Linked DNA regions of Ovis aries: region 1 is linked to region 2. Evidence: chromatin contacts called from public Hi-C data. All regions are on one chromosome and are shown on one strand. Each heading gives the region's core, a stretch centred on a gene start, on an enhancer-like site or on the middle of the called end of the contact. The rest is flanking DNA. Distances are from core to core; before and after follow the strand shown. Region 1 overlaps SDC1 (syndecan 1). Region 2 overlaps WDR35 (WD repeat domain 35).

Region 1 (7,237 bases), core at 85-2,584, 240 kb before region 2:
ATGGAATGCTCCAGGCAAGAATACTGGAGTGGGTTGCCATTCCTTTCTCCAAGGGATCTTCCCAACCCAGGGATCAAATTCAGAGGTCTCCCGCGTTACAGGCAGATTCTTTACCATCTGAGCCACCAGGGAAGAGACTTAGGCAATTTTCCCTTAAAACAGCTGAGCTATCAGGGAATATGATCCTTTGGGGCAGGGCAGAGGGAGAGAGATGGCAGACGAGGGGTGTAAGCACTGCCTGTGAGTGTGCAGACAGTTCACTGCCTGGTGGCCTTGGGCAAGACCCCACCTTAGTTCAGTTCAGTTCAGTTGCTCAGTTATGTCCGACTCTTTGCGACCCCATGAATCGTAGCACACCAGGCCTCCCTGTCCATCTCCAACTCCCGGAGTTCATTCAGACTCACGTCCTTCGAGTCAGTGATGCCATCCAGCCATCTCATCCTCTGTCGTCCCCTTATCTCAGGAGAGGCCTGCCTGCCTCAAATCAAAGGCTAACATTAAGAAAGGGATGGCAAATATTTCTAGTGTCAAGAGACCAGGTTCTCCTTTCACACTCCCTGTCCTGCTCTCCCAGACCCCTAACCCCAAATCCTCTCTCGGGAGGCGGCGGGAGGGGGCCTCCTCTCACAGCCTCGGTGTGGCCTGAAGACCAGCATGGCCGAGATGAGGTGGGCTGGCTATTCCTCTCGGGCTTCCTGTGCCCTAGCCTCTGTGTATCTATCTGCTGCAGATGCCCAGCCACACCTGGCTTTGGCCTCTCAGGCCCTGGGCTTCCAGGGTCTGTGCTGGTGGTGGGAAGGACCAGATTCAGCAGACCAAGTTTGCCTTTGAGTAGACTAAGTATGTGACCGTCTAGACCTACTCATAGGGCTTTTGATTTGTTGTATGAAAAACTGGTTTTCTGGGCCTTACAGAGGCTAAAGGCTTCCTTAGAGGTTTGGTTGGCTCTCTTTTGTCTTCCCAGGCTGCTTGAGGTGGGTTCCAAACTGGGCCGACCTGCCCCTGGCATACCTACGTTTTGGCCAAGTGGTCTCAGGTCAGTGTCAAGAGGCCGTGCCCAGGAGAGCCCTATTTTGGGCCCTGGAGGCAGCTGACCACAGGCTCATAGCATGGCCTGGCCGCTGAGTGAAACCGGAAGTCTCCCAACCTCCAGCATCAGCCGGCACCTGGTGAGGCAAGATCAACCTCAGCAGTTTCTGCTGATTTCCTCCCCAGGGAGCTGCAGCTGTCATGGGGAGGCTCACGCCGCGGGAGATCTGGGAGGTCACTGAGGCCCATCCCCTCAGTGGAGACCCAGCCCCAAAAGGGGAGAGGCTGCCCTGAGGCCTGGGAGCAGGTTTCAGGGGAGAAAGTGTTTGCTTAAGAGCTTGTTGTGTAAACAAGATCGCAGCGGGATAAGCCCAGCCAAGATGAAGAAACAAATTGTTTTTAGGGACTGGGCCAATCCAAAGTCTTATCTCGTCCTGAGAGAAACCCTTCTCTTGGGAAACTGCTAACCTGTCGGGGCCTCTGTGTAGGTGAGAGGCTGGGCCTCCTTGGCTTTGCCTGCGTCTCAAGTGGCGCCTCCGGGGTGGATGGGCTCTCAGTGTTCTTTGAGGGTTTCAGAGACCCCGTCCATGAAACAGGGCCTGCCTGGCCCCGGGGATGCTGCCTTCTGCTTCACGTCATGTGGTCCAGGCTGGTGTGGCTGCAGCCCTGACCCCCAGCTCCAGCTCCAGCTTTCTCTCCAAGGGTGGGAAATAGAGCATTACCACCTAGGGTCTCCTCCAGATCTTCGAGGGTGTTGGGTGAAGTGAAGGTGGGGGTCTCAGTGAGTGAGTGTGGGTGGGTGGGGTCCCCTGAATGCTTGTCCACCTCAAGCTTTCCTGTCAGGAGCATCTGCTGGGGGCCTGGGGCAGCAGTAGGTCAGGATGGGGATACCCACTCTGCACCTGCCTTAGGGGCAGGGTTCTTTGTTACTGAAGCAGGGTAGCCTTCCAGGAGCCCAGGGCAGCTTTAAAGCTCCATGGAGGCAGGGCAGGTGTTTGAAGCACCCCAGGGGACAATACAGACAGGATGTGGCTCAGGGTGCAGGTGGAATCTATGCAGTGTGAATGGGCCATGGCAGCTCAGACAGAGTGACCAAAATCTTTTTCTTGAGGGGCTGCGGAGAGGGAAGGAAGTTCAGTGTGGGTTTTGTACTTTCAAAGGAAGCTCAGTGGTATTTCTAGCCTCATCATTTCTACACGTGTCTGAAGCTTCCCTCGGACCTGGGCCCCTGGATGGAGCCTCCACCTGGTTTAGCTCTGCCTCAGGAGGCCAAAGGTCTTGTCTGTCCCTTCCTGCTCTGCCCCACTCAAGAGGGCAGCCCCTGGCCCGTGGCTAGGACCTGGCGAGGCCTCTTGGGCTGAGGAGGCCAGTTCCCTGGATCCCAGCCTTGGGCGGAACCTGCCCTCTAACAAGTCTGCACAGAGCTGCCTATGTACTGGCTCCCTTCTGCCCCCTCTTCTCCTAAAACCCTACCCACCTCCAGCCCTCCTCTTCCTGGACAGGCCCCAGGATCCTCTTTCCCATGCCGAGTGGCTCTTGCTCCCCAAGTTAGAGCACAGAGCAAGTTAGAGACACTGTTGGTGGGATGCTTGGGTGGTGGGTTCACCACTGTGAACCAGGCTCTGTTAGGTTCTTTTTTGTGCATAACCTTATTGAACTTGTGCAACAATCTGGGCATGTAGAAAGGCTCCCCAGTGGCTCAGTGGTAAAGAATCCACATGCAGTGCAGGAACCACAGGAGATATGTGTTTGACCCCAGGGTTGGGAAGATCCTCTGGAGAAGGGCATGGTAACCCACTCCAGTATTCTTGTCTGGAGAATCCCGTGCACAGAGGAACCTGGTGGGCTACAGTCCAAAAAGTCACAAAGAGTTGGACACAAGTGAAGCGACTTAGCATGCACGTGTGGGATTTTGATATTACTGCTGTTCCCGTTTTACAAATGGGAAGACTAAGGCTGTAAGAGGTTTACTGTGTCCTCAGGCCCATTCAGCTAGTAAGGGGCAGAGGTCAGGGGGTTTGCAAAAGCCCATGTGCTCTGAACTACACTGTCCCACTTCTTCATTTATTCTTTGTTCTGGCCGCTCATATATTGGGACTGCCACACAGGGTCATTTGGGTCAAAGCCTTGTTGCTGCACAAGATACTTAAGGCTGCTCTTCCTGCCACCCGGCTGCTGGGTCCTCCTTTCCTCACCTGTTCTCCTGGAGCCAGTGTTAGGGGTGGGCGTGGTCCCCTCATGACTGGGTTTCTGCCCCGGCCAGTTCAACGTCCCCACTACCTGGTCTTGCCGGACCGGCCCCTTGCCTCAGGGCCTGGGTCTGAGTGTTCACTTTGACACCTGCAGCCTGTTGGGCTTGGCCCCAGGCAGGCAGCTTCCCTGGGGTGGCTGTTTGCCCACAGGACCCACCCCAGGCCCACGGCCCATTTGCCTCCTTAGCCCAGGGCCCCTTCTAGATCAGCCTCGTCTGTCCTCAGCTTGATGGATGCTCTGTCCTTCCTTCCCCAAGAGGGAGGGACCCAGTTTCTCCTGTGAATGAGAAAATGGGCTGAGTGTGTGACCAAGCATCGAGGCCAGGCCTAGGGGCTGACCTGGGTGGGCAGGCCTGTCTCAGCACAGACGACTCACTCCATGCCCATCCTTGCTGCCCCCACCCCCTGCCCCCGTGGGGCCCTCGGGGTCTGCACCTTGATGCTGAGCATGCCTGGGGATGGCCTCCCTGGAGCCAGGTGGTTGTGATGTTGTTTCCAGGGGCCCCTTGAAAGCCCCACTCTTGAAACCTGAAGCCCCCTGGCCAGTGGCCCCCAGGACCTGATCCTCAGAGTAGGGTGGGCTGTGGTCCCACAGAGGCCACCACCTGGGTCTCCAGTAATGGTGTTGTCTGTCTGCTCCTCGGTTCTGGGGCTCCCTCGGTAGACTGAGCTTCTTGGGGCAAGGGCCTTACCCCCAGTACCTGCCCAGGGCTGTGTCGTCATAGGAGTGGAGGGTGTAGGGGGGAACCAGGGGACTGCCCTCTAGAGCTGAGGGCTTCGTTCTGTGCTGGGTGTGGGGTGTGTGTTCGGGTGCAGCACTCAGCTGCCTAGGATGGGGGCCCCGGAATAGCAGGCCCCAGTGAAAACTCCACTCTTATCCTTCCCTGATCTCTTTCCAGCACAGTGTGCCCATAAACATGCCCCCCGAAGATCAGGACGGCTCTGGGGACGACAATGACAACTTCTCTGGCTCGGGTGCAGGTGAGTGGACATGAGGGCCCCCTCCAGGATGTCAGCAGGCCGTGGGCTGAGGGTGGTGGTCAGGCTGGGCCTGAAGGGTTATGCCAGGAATGAGAACTGGGTCCATGCTGCAAGGAGAAAACACGTGTGGGTTGGGGAGGGCAGGGTGTAGATTCCTGTGGGGGCTGCCTGCCGCAGACAGACTTGGGCTCATGTTCTCCTTTTTAACTCACTGGGAAACCTTTGAAAGGATTTTTTTTTTTTAACTTCTTCAAGCCTCTATTTTCTCATCTGTACAATGGGAATAACATCTTGACTTTATAAGGTTGTTGGGAGCCATGAGACTACACAGATCTTGGTGGGAGTACAGATTGTCCACAAATGTTCCTTTATCTTCCCTCTTTTCCCATTTCCCCGAGGGAGTGAAATCCTTGAACTGGAGGTAGTAAGGGAGGCCTCCCAGAGGAGGTGCTCTTGAACTTGACCTCAGAAGGGGGGGCTACAGTCATCCTTGGGGTAAGTGGCCTAGGCAAGGGGGCCTTGGAGTTGGGAGGTAAGACACAGGCCTCTGTTCTTGGGAACCTGGACCTTTCTGGAGGGAGAGTGAGTGGAGCAGGGAGGGGCCAAGTGGTATGTGTGCTGAGGATAAGGTGTTCAGGGCCCTGAGGATGTGCCCCCAACCCCTCCGCCCAGGGAGCACGCTTCAGCAGTGGCAGGAAAACCCCTTACAGATGCAGCAGAAAAGGGCAGCTTTCCTAGCCCTAGCTAGTCCATAGGATTGCACAGAGTCAGACACAACCGAAGCAACTTAGCACACACACACAGCTCTGCCCCACAGCTTCTCATGGGAAGAAAACTTTGCTGTGCTGGCCTGGGAGTCACAGCCGGGGTCTGAGCTTGGCTGCTCTTGATGTTCGGGGGCCTTCCTGACCCCACAAGCTCTGTTTCTGGCCCTGCAGGTGCTTTGCCGGATATCACTTCATCACAGATGCCCTCCACCTGGAAGGACCTGGGGCCCGTGACGACCACAGCCACGGCTCCAGAGCCCACCAGCCCAGATGCGATCGCCACCTCCACCACCATCCTGCCAACTGGAGAGCAGCCTGAGGAGGGTGGGGCAGTGCTCCTGGCAGAGGTGGAGCCTGGCCTTACCGCCCAGGAGAAGGAGGCCACCCACCCACCCAGTAAGACCACGCTGCACCCGACCACTCACAGCGTGTCCACAGCCAGAGCCACCATGGCCCCGGGACCCGCCACCTCCCATCCCCACAGGGACGTGCAGCCCGACCACCATGAGACCTCGGCTCCCACAGGCCGGGGCCATCTGGAGCCGCACACGCCCCACACGGAGGATGGAGGTCCTCCTGCCACTGAGAAGGTGGCTGAGGAGGACCCCTCCACCCAGATCCCAGTGGGAGAGGGCTCTGGGGAGCAGGTGGGTGTCGGGCCCGCTGTCATCCTCTGCGTTTCCTGGGGCATTGGGTGGCCCTAGTGCCTTGTAGGGCACAGTGCGCTGGGTGCAGGGTGCTGGCCTGGTCCCCTGGTACACCCGACCCCTTGTACTCTATGAGCATGTTGTCGTCCCCACCGTGAAGACAAGATCCCAAGGTCCCATCCTCCGCCTGCCCACAGGGCTGAGCCTGCGGTGGCACAGACTAAGTAGACCAGAGCTAAAGGGCCCTTCACAGCCCTTCAAGAGGGCTTCCCCCCCATACGCTCCTGGGACAAGAGGGAAAGCTCTCCCAGGTCTTGCTTTTCATCTTGGAGCATCATGGCAGTGTTACATATTACACTGAAATGAGCCTATTTATTTTCATATAAAACATGCTTTGCATCACTGGACGTGGTGCCTTGGCCACAGTCCGGTAGGGTCCAGTGTGAAGTGGCCAGAAGGACCTGACCTCGGGGTCTAGGGAGGTCTGGGTTCGGGTGTGTGTGTCTAGAGCTGGTGGCAGGGGTGACCAGGGAAGCTGGAAATGGACCTGGGTGCAGCTTCGGCTGTGGCCACCCACCTGGCCCCTTCCCTGCCCTCCCCTAGGACTTCACCTTCGACTTGTCCGGGGAGAATGCAGCCGGGGCCAACGCAGCTGGGGCTGCAGTGGAACCTGGCTCACGGAACGTAGCCCCGGGGGATCCTGAGGCCACAGGGGCTACCGGGGCCTCGCAAGGCCTTCTGGACCGGAAGGAAGTGCTGGGAGGTGAGTTTTCTCTCCAGGGGGTGAGGTGGTGGAGGTTGGGGGAGGGGAATGCTGTCTTTATCACTGGCAGGGCTGCCACTCAGCCCCCAGGAGCAGCTGAGCTGAGCCGGCCTCTGTCCTCCTCCCCACCCATCCAGGGGTCATTGCTGGAGGCCTCGTGGGGCTCATCTTTGCCGTGTGCCTGGTGGGTTTCATGCTGTACCGGATGAAGAAGAAGGACGAAGGCAGCTACTCCTTGGAGGAGCCAAAACAAGCCAACGGCGGGGCCTACCAGAAGCCCACTAAGCAGGAGGAGTTCTATGCCTGATGGGGGGGGGACGCCTCTCCCCTCCCTCTGCCTCTTGCTAGACACCCCCCACTCGCCTCTTCTGTGAAGAACTACAGACCTGCATCCCTGCCACCATGCAACCTCCCTGGAGCGCCCAGCCCCGCTGGCATCTGCCCTTGCCCACGGAGTCCTGGGCCCACCGGGGAGGGGACCTCGCCTCTGCTTCTCTGACTTCTGCCTGGAGACTTGGGCACAAGGGCTTTTTCGCAAACGACTGACCTTTCCACCGCAGACGGCACCTGGCATCCCGCCACACTGACTCAGTTTCTCCAAGCTGAAGCAGGCCCAGCTCTGGAGAGAAGGGGACCCCACTGCTTTGGACAAAGATGCTGTGGCTGAGGGTGGGCACGTCTGTAGCACTTACTGGTAGACACCAGCAGGCCTGGGGGCGTGTCCCGCCGAGTAGCAGGCCAGGAGGTCAGGGCTCCGTCAGAATTCACTTTGTTTCGTGGGGAGGTCTAACTTAGATG
Region 2 (6,730 bases), core at 3,805-6,304:
ACTGTACTGTCGTTAGGCGCTGGGTCCACTTTCCCCACTAGACTTCTGAGTAATCCCTGAGGGCAAAGATCACATCTGAGTATCTCCAGCACGTCAGTGTCTGTCACATAGTAGGTGCTCAGTAAGTAAATAGTGGTTAATAAATAAATAGCTGAAGTATTCTTGGTGAATTGCATACCACCTTATACCAGATCAGTTATTCAATAAATGTTTGATAAAGAGTAACATTGATTTATTTTAGGGCACAAGGGATCCAATTTGTGCCATAACTGCATCTGATAAGACATTGATTGTGGTAAGTGGTTAAAAAAACCTTATTCTATGAACAGTAATCTTTTAAGTGGTGAAAACAGGGCAAAGCAATATGTTTTGGATTTGAACCTCATCTTGTGGGCACCTCAAGTTTTACTAGGTCCAACAAAAGAAATAAAGTTTCAAAGATTGCCTCACAAATTGTTAATCATTTGCAAAAAATAACTGTGAAGGTAGTAGACTCGTGGCCAGCTGGGGAGAGTCTGTCACTGGGTTGAATGAGCCCTGTAAAGATTGGCCAACGTGGAATAGATTGGACGGTGGCAGTAGGTCTTGGAAAGTTTCCTCTCTATGTAGCCTGCTTTGTTTTGTACTGGAGAAAAAGTGCTTTGGCTCAGCTGTTTTCGTAAGACTTAGAATGAAGAGGTAGTGTGTTTACTAGCCAATAAAATAAAGAAGTCTGTGGCAAATTTTTGCTGAATTTTTCAAATAAAATCAGTGTATCAATGTTATAGTGTCTCTTCTTGAGCTCCGAAATTTGAAAATAGTGATTTTAGAAATAAATGCTGAATATAGTAAAGCTGGTAGAGTCATTAAGTTTGAATTATGTAAATAGATCCTTGAGTGTGTGTATTTCCAGTTCTAGTTACATTCTTTAGACATTAGCTAAGTTTATGGAGGAAAAATCTTAAGAACATAGTATTCATTTTTCTCACCAAATGAATTTGGTGTATGTTTTAAGCAGTTTGTCTTACAGTCAGCTCTGTAGAGAGTCTTTTCTTTTTATATTCTTTGTTACACAGCACGTTTTTTGGTTGTGTTAGTTGTGTTTCTGACATTTGCAGGAAAAAATAAAAAGAAAATGCAAGTCAGATCAACCATAAAAATGGACTTAATTCCTAAATGAGAGAGTCTCCCTATAAGAAACACTCAGACAGTTTTAATACTAGCAAAAATTTTAGTGGTAAAGATACCTTCTGCATTGAAAGCTATCCACTGTTGAAATATAAAAAGCTTTTAAAACTATGACGTTTTCAAACTCAAAGTTATAGGACCTACTTTTTAAAAAACAAAATCTGATTGCATACTTCAATATATGAAATCTTTTAAAGCCTGTACCTGTCTTTTGTAGGTTAAAAAAATATCTGCCCTCATTACCAGTCCCTTGCCCTCTCCAGTCTTCCTGACAGGCCCTCTGCAGAAGCATGCGCAGAGGAGAGAGCTGCTCCTGGTAGAAAGGGAGAGGGAACAGTGGGCTGAGGGCAGCCTCCTGTTTTTTCCCATTGCCATGGCCCCAAGCACAGTAGGGTTTCGCTGTCTGTTGCTCTGTTGATTTGTCAGCCTTAAGCTTGCACAGAGTTGCATGGAAACTTACCTTCTGTTCTATGTTTAAACACATTGAAATAGTACTCGCTATATCACTGCTTTCTGATCATCACCTTTTGCCATGAACTGGTATCATATAGATGGCTAAAGGATGACAACACAGACTGTCAGTGACAACTGTATTCATATGGTAGTCTTATATTTATTTTTCATGTATATGAAATTTAGTTCAGTAGGTGCTGTATATGTTATCTTTCAGTGTACCCTGAATATTAACCTAGACACTTGTAAATAACCCTAGATATGTCTTCCATCTGATATAAGACTTTGTATATTAAAAAGAACTAGGTTTCTGACTTTTTTTCTTGGATATTACATGAAAAATATTAGATCATCTTCAGCCACTTTAAAAAGGTTTTAATTAAATTAGGAGGTAAATATGTACTCAGAACATGATCAGTATCAGAATTGAGAATTCACTGTGACACTACCGCTTTGGATGTGAAGCAAATGTATGAACATATAGAGAGACCTGTAGTTGTAATTTAATGTTATTATGGTACATAGGCTTTAGTAATCAAAAATATTTTCTGTAGAGTCGTGAATCTGGCACCTTTCAGAGATACAGTCTTCCTAACGTTGGTTTGATTCAAAAATATTTCCTTGATTGTCAAGCCTACCAATTATCCTTGAATTGCAACTCTAGGTAAGTCTGAAAACTTTCCATAGGTAGACTGTCATCCGCTGGGATTGTTTTATTTATGTAACAAATGCAAAGACGTGTGTTTGTTTTCAACTTGTATAGTCCAGTGTGGTTTTACTATACTATATTTGTATTTAAATATTATATTTATTAGGAACACATACACACACACACACACATACACACATATATATATGTTTTTCTCTAATTGGGCAAAATATAGAAATTCTACTGTAATATTTTAGGTTATTTGCATACCAGTTGCTTTAGTCCCTTGGATACTTTTTTCTCTCAAGGAAGCAAAATGGAAAGTACCCCGTGTCTTCTATCAAATTTATAAATGTTTGTTTAAAGTGAATTAGTTAAAGCCATTTCTATCTTCTTCCTGGGTTCTGATGAAGTTATTTTGAAGAATGGTGATAGGTGATTATACTCATGAATGTGAGATTACTGTTTCTCCCCCTCCTCCAATTTCATCGCTTTCAGCCGCCTTGCTATCATCGACATCTTAGGAGTTCTAACCTTCTTTGACTTGGATGCTCGAGTGACAGACAGCACAGGACAGCAAGTCGTTGGCGAGTTGTTAAAACTGGAGCGAAAAGATGTCTGGGATATGAAGTGGGCCAAAGATAATCCTGATTTGTTTGCAGTGATGGAGAAAACAAGAATGTATGTTTTCAGAAACTTGGATCCTGAGGTAAAACCAAGAAATGAGCATTAATGGTGCATAAATAATGAGCCAAAAACCAAAACCTGGACATTTCTCCTTTGTTTCTTCAAGAAATTTGTTAGTGTTGGCTGCATGAATTCTGAAACTAAATAGGAACATTTCTGTGGAACTCAAAAATATTTGGTCTTAAGTGGGGTTAACATTTATCTTTTAAATATTCTCTACTTTCACTGAAAGGTACTTTCTAAGCATTATCTGTTCTATTTAAAAGATGGAACCTTGGTCACTAACTGTATAGTCTTTATTTCTTCCCCTGTCAAAGTTTTTTAAAAGAATCTGTAGTCTTATTTACCAAAGTTGCTTAAGGCAACCTAACCAAAAAGTGGTTTTGAAGTTCCCTTGTCCTTTCATTCTATTTTGCCTGTTCTGTGCTCACCTTTGTCTCATTTTTATTTACATGAACTTTATCAGCCGGTAATCCATGTTCTTTCTCATCCTGATAATCTTGTGGACGATGACTAATCTCTCTCTGGTGTGTCAGAATGCTCCTTTCTCACTGATTTTTAAAGTTATATTTTTAATTTTCTACTTGTGACTCACATCAACTGATTTTTAGGCACTGAACTTTCCTGTCAGTCTGCTCTGTAATTCTTAGCTATTGTGTTTGGGAATTCAAAATTTGAGTGGTAGCCTAACCAAAACATAATTAAGAAGATAAATCTTTTAAACAATTTTTGAATTACCTGTGGATTTTCTATTTGAAATTTTCAGTGCTCTTATTGTACTCCACTAGTTGAAGAAGGCAATGGCAACCCACTTCAGTACTCTTGCCTGGCAAATCCCTTGGATGGAGGAGCCTGGTGGGCTGCAGTCCGTGGGGTTGCTCGGAGTCAGACACGACTGAGCGACTTCGCTTTCACTTTTCACTTTCACGCATTGGAGAAGGAAATGGCAACCCACTCCAGGGTTCTTGCCTGGAGAATCCCAGGGACTGGGGAGCCTGGTGGGCTGCTGTCTCTGGGGTCGCACAGAGTTGGCCACGACTGAAGTGATTTAGCAGCAGCAGCAGCAGTGGAAATAATAAGAGATGACTTGATACGTGCTTTATGGCTGTAACTGATGTTTGTTTGGACCTGTAGTTTCCTTCTTGGGAAAAAAGTACATGCTGGGGCCTCTGAGTTACTGAAGATTTTCTGTAATAATTTATATAGTGGTAAACTATTTGCCCTTTTAATATCTTAAATTATTTTCAGTTTTAATATCCTAAATTATATACTTATTTGAGCCCTATTCAGGATCTTTGGGGCATGGCTGAGCGACTTTCCCTTCCCTTCAGGATCTTTGGGTTGGCCAATGACCTGATGTAAATTGCTCTCAAAGGCTTAGTTAAAGCTCTTAGGTGTCTTATGAAGTCACTCAGTCATGACCGACTTTTTGCGGCCCCACGGACTGTAGCCTACCAGCCTCCTTCGTCCATGGGATTTTCCAGGCAAGAGGACTGGAGTGGGGTGCCATTTCCTTCTCCAGGGGATCTTCATGACCCAGGGATAGAACCTGAGTCTCCCGCATTGCAGGCAGACGCTTTACCATCTGAGCCACCAGGGAAGCCAGGTGTCTTATGGATCTTTGTAATTTTAGACCCTGAGTAATGGCTCAAAGGGCTTCCCTGGTGGCTCAGATAGTAAAGAATCGCCTGCAGTGCAGGAGACCCAGGTTCAGTCCCTAGGTGCAGAAGATCCCCTGGAGAAAGGAATGGCAACCCACTCCAGTAATCTTGCCTGGAGAATTCCAAGGACAGAGGAGCCAGGCAGGCTTATAAAGAGTCGGACACGACTGAGCGGCTACTACCACCAGTGGCTCAAAGGAAGGGCATTCAGGGTGTTGCCTTTAACCTGTATAAGCACCGCTGTCTTTCAAAGGTTTAAAGAAATCTTGACCTTTCCAAAGAAACAAGTGTGGAAATTTGGCAGGTAACCATGGGATAAACTGGAGGATGGAAGTGAAATACTTTTTGAATGTGAGGGTCCTTTATCCATTGCTGGCCCTATTTAGACTGATTTTGAAATCATGTGCCTGGAGAAGTGAGAGGATTATGCCTGGCTGTTTATAGTGTGTGTGCAGCACACATGGTGAGTCCAGGACCAGGGCAAATCTTTGCTTAGTGGAAAGTGTTTCTTAAGTAGTTTCGAAAGAACAACCTTTTATTTGTTTATTTTTGGAGTTTGTTGTCTGGCTTGGCAAGTATTTCAGTTTTCTGTTAGATTCAGAGGTAGGTGAATTTCTTAACGACTTAACCACTGACTGAATTTCTTTATAAACCATGCTAAGCTGCTGTTTTCATTCACGAGAACACTGGCTGGCTGTGGTCCCTGTTTGGTCAGTTACCCTTCTTGCTGTGCCTCTAGCACGCGAGGACATACTCTTCAAAACTGGACTTACTAGAACTCCTTTAGGACATCGTCTTCTGTCCTAAAGCGACAAAGGGTCTTCCTGTGCCATCTTGATCCTGGCTGATCACTCTGCTTACCTTTCTGATTCTCCTTTCCTCTTTGTTTTTGGTGTTATTTTTTATCCACAGATCATCTTTTATGACTTTAGCTTTTGTCTGTCTTGCTTTGTTGAATTATCTAACTAGAAAGAAAAAATTTTCTAGTGATGAACCTTCTTATACAGGTATACTTGGTTTACATGTAGTACCAAAAGAAAGCCTCTAAAAGGTTCCTACAGTTTATAAGAAATATTTCATCACGTGTACTTGTTTGTGAGTTAAATTTTGTTCTGATTCTTTCTGTTCATAAAAGCATACTATTTGCCTTTATGTAATACGATTTTTTGAGGAAGTGTAGGGATTTTATAAAGTTTTCTCATATAATTTTAATCAATTTCTACTTTTTAAAGAAAATATATATTTTAAAACCTAATGAACATGTATAATATGCCTGTAAGAGCCTCAGTATTAAACTTAGACATATTAAGTGCAAACTAAATATGATTCAATATTTACTTATTTTTACCTTTTTAGTGTCTTCCTATTATTATAATTTTTAAGTTTCTATTATATATGAAGCACTAACTTTCAGAGTTATAAATCTGATACATTATTGCATTTGGATTTTAGGTTACTTTCTATTTCTTTATGACTTTACACATATATTTTGAAAAATTGCATTCGTGAGTTATTTTCATTATCAGACATTATCCTATTCTTTTTGCAGTGTTCTTGGAGGTATTAAGTATATTGGGAGTTTATTTCTTTTTTATATAATATTTTAACCTATTTTTTCCACTAGGGGTTTAGGACAGCTACTTTACATTATAATATGCATTTTCTCTTCTTTATTTCTACAAGCCTGTATAACACTAGGGCAAGAAAGAGACATATAGCACATTCATGTATTTCCATGTTGTCAAATTAAATCTCATATAGGGAATGAATCTATCAACAATACCCTCTGGCTAATGTTACAGAGGACGTACTTTTCATGGTAGGAAACTTCTTTGATATCTATCTATCTATCTATCTATATATATATATGTACACACTTAGATACAAATTTCATTAAGAACTAAATTTAATGTTACATGGAATGAATGAGAATTATCAAACCGTATAAACCATCTTTGGATTAATTCAGAAGCTGATGCTGGATCCCATTAGTGAATTAATACTGCTTATGTGAGGTGTGATCATCTTCATATGGCTATGTAAGAGAACATCCTTATGTTTTAGATACATACTGAAATAGGAGTGAAAGTCATGATGTCTCTAGATTTACTTT

Evidence for each region. Hi-C and Micro-C count contacts between places; a contact is called where the count stands out from the background.
Region 1: a contact with region 2 is called in a Hi-C map of liver, with 2.3 times the contacts expected there. The contact joins two enhancer-like sites. A contact is called at or near these places in 4 of 16 Hi-C or Micro-C datasets (liver, mixed tissues, muscle and 1 more).

Annotation. Positions count from the first base shown.
Region 1 is chr3:28,065,923-28,073,159 of ARS-UI_Ramb_v3.0, reverse strand. It overlaps SDC1 (syndecan 1), which reads left to right. Exons shown (of 5, transcript XM_027966535.2): 2 at 4,181-4,262; 3 at 5,201-5,676; 4 at 6,280-6,439; 5 at 6,577-7,237. The coding sequence ends at 6,746. Among named protein-coding and RNA genes, the nearest start is that of SDC1, 19 kb to the left of the region's middle. Within about 2 kb of position 1,334, at least 5 of the 54 cell types and tissues checked have an H3K27ac peak or open chromatin away from gene starts, as enhancers often do. A contact at or near this core is called in liver, where this site is marked.
Region 2 is chr3:27,825,880-27,832,609 of ARS-UI_Ramb_v3.0, reverse strand. WDR35 (WD repeat domain 35) reads left to right here. Exons shown (of 25, transcript XM_060411850.1): 13 at 2,175-2,284; 14 at 2,768-2,978. Among named protein-coding and RNA genes, the nearest start is that of TTC32, 25 kb to the right of the region's middle. Within about 2 kb of position 5,054, at least 2 of the 54 cell types and tissues checked have an H3K27ac peak or open chromatin away from gene starts, as enhancers often do. A contact at or near this core is called in liver, where this site is marked.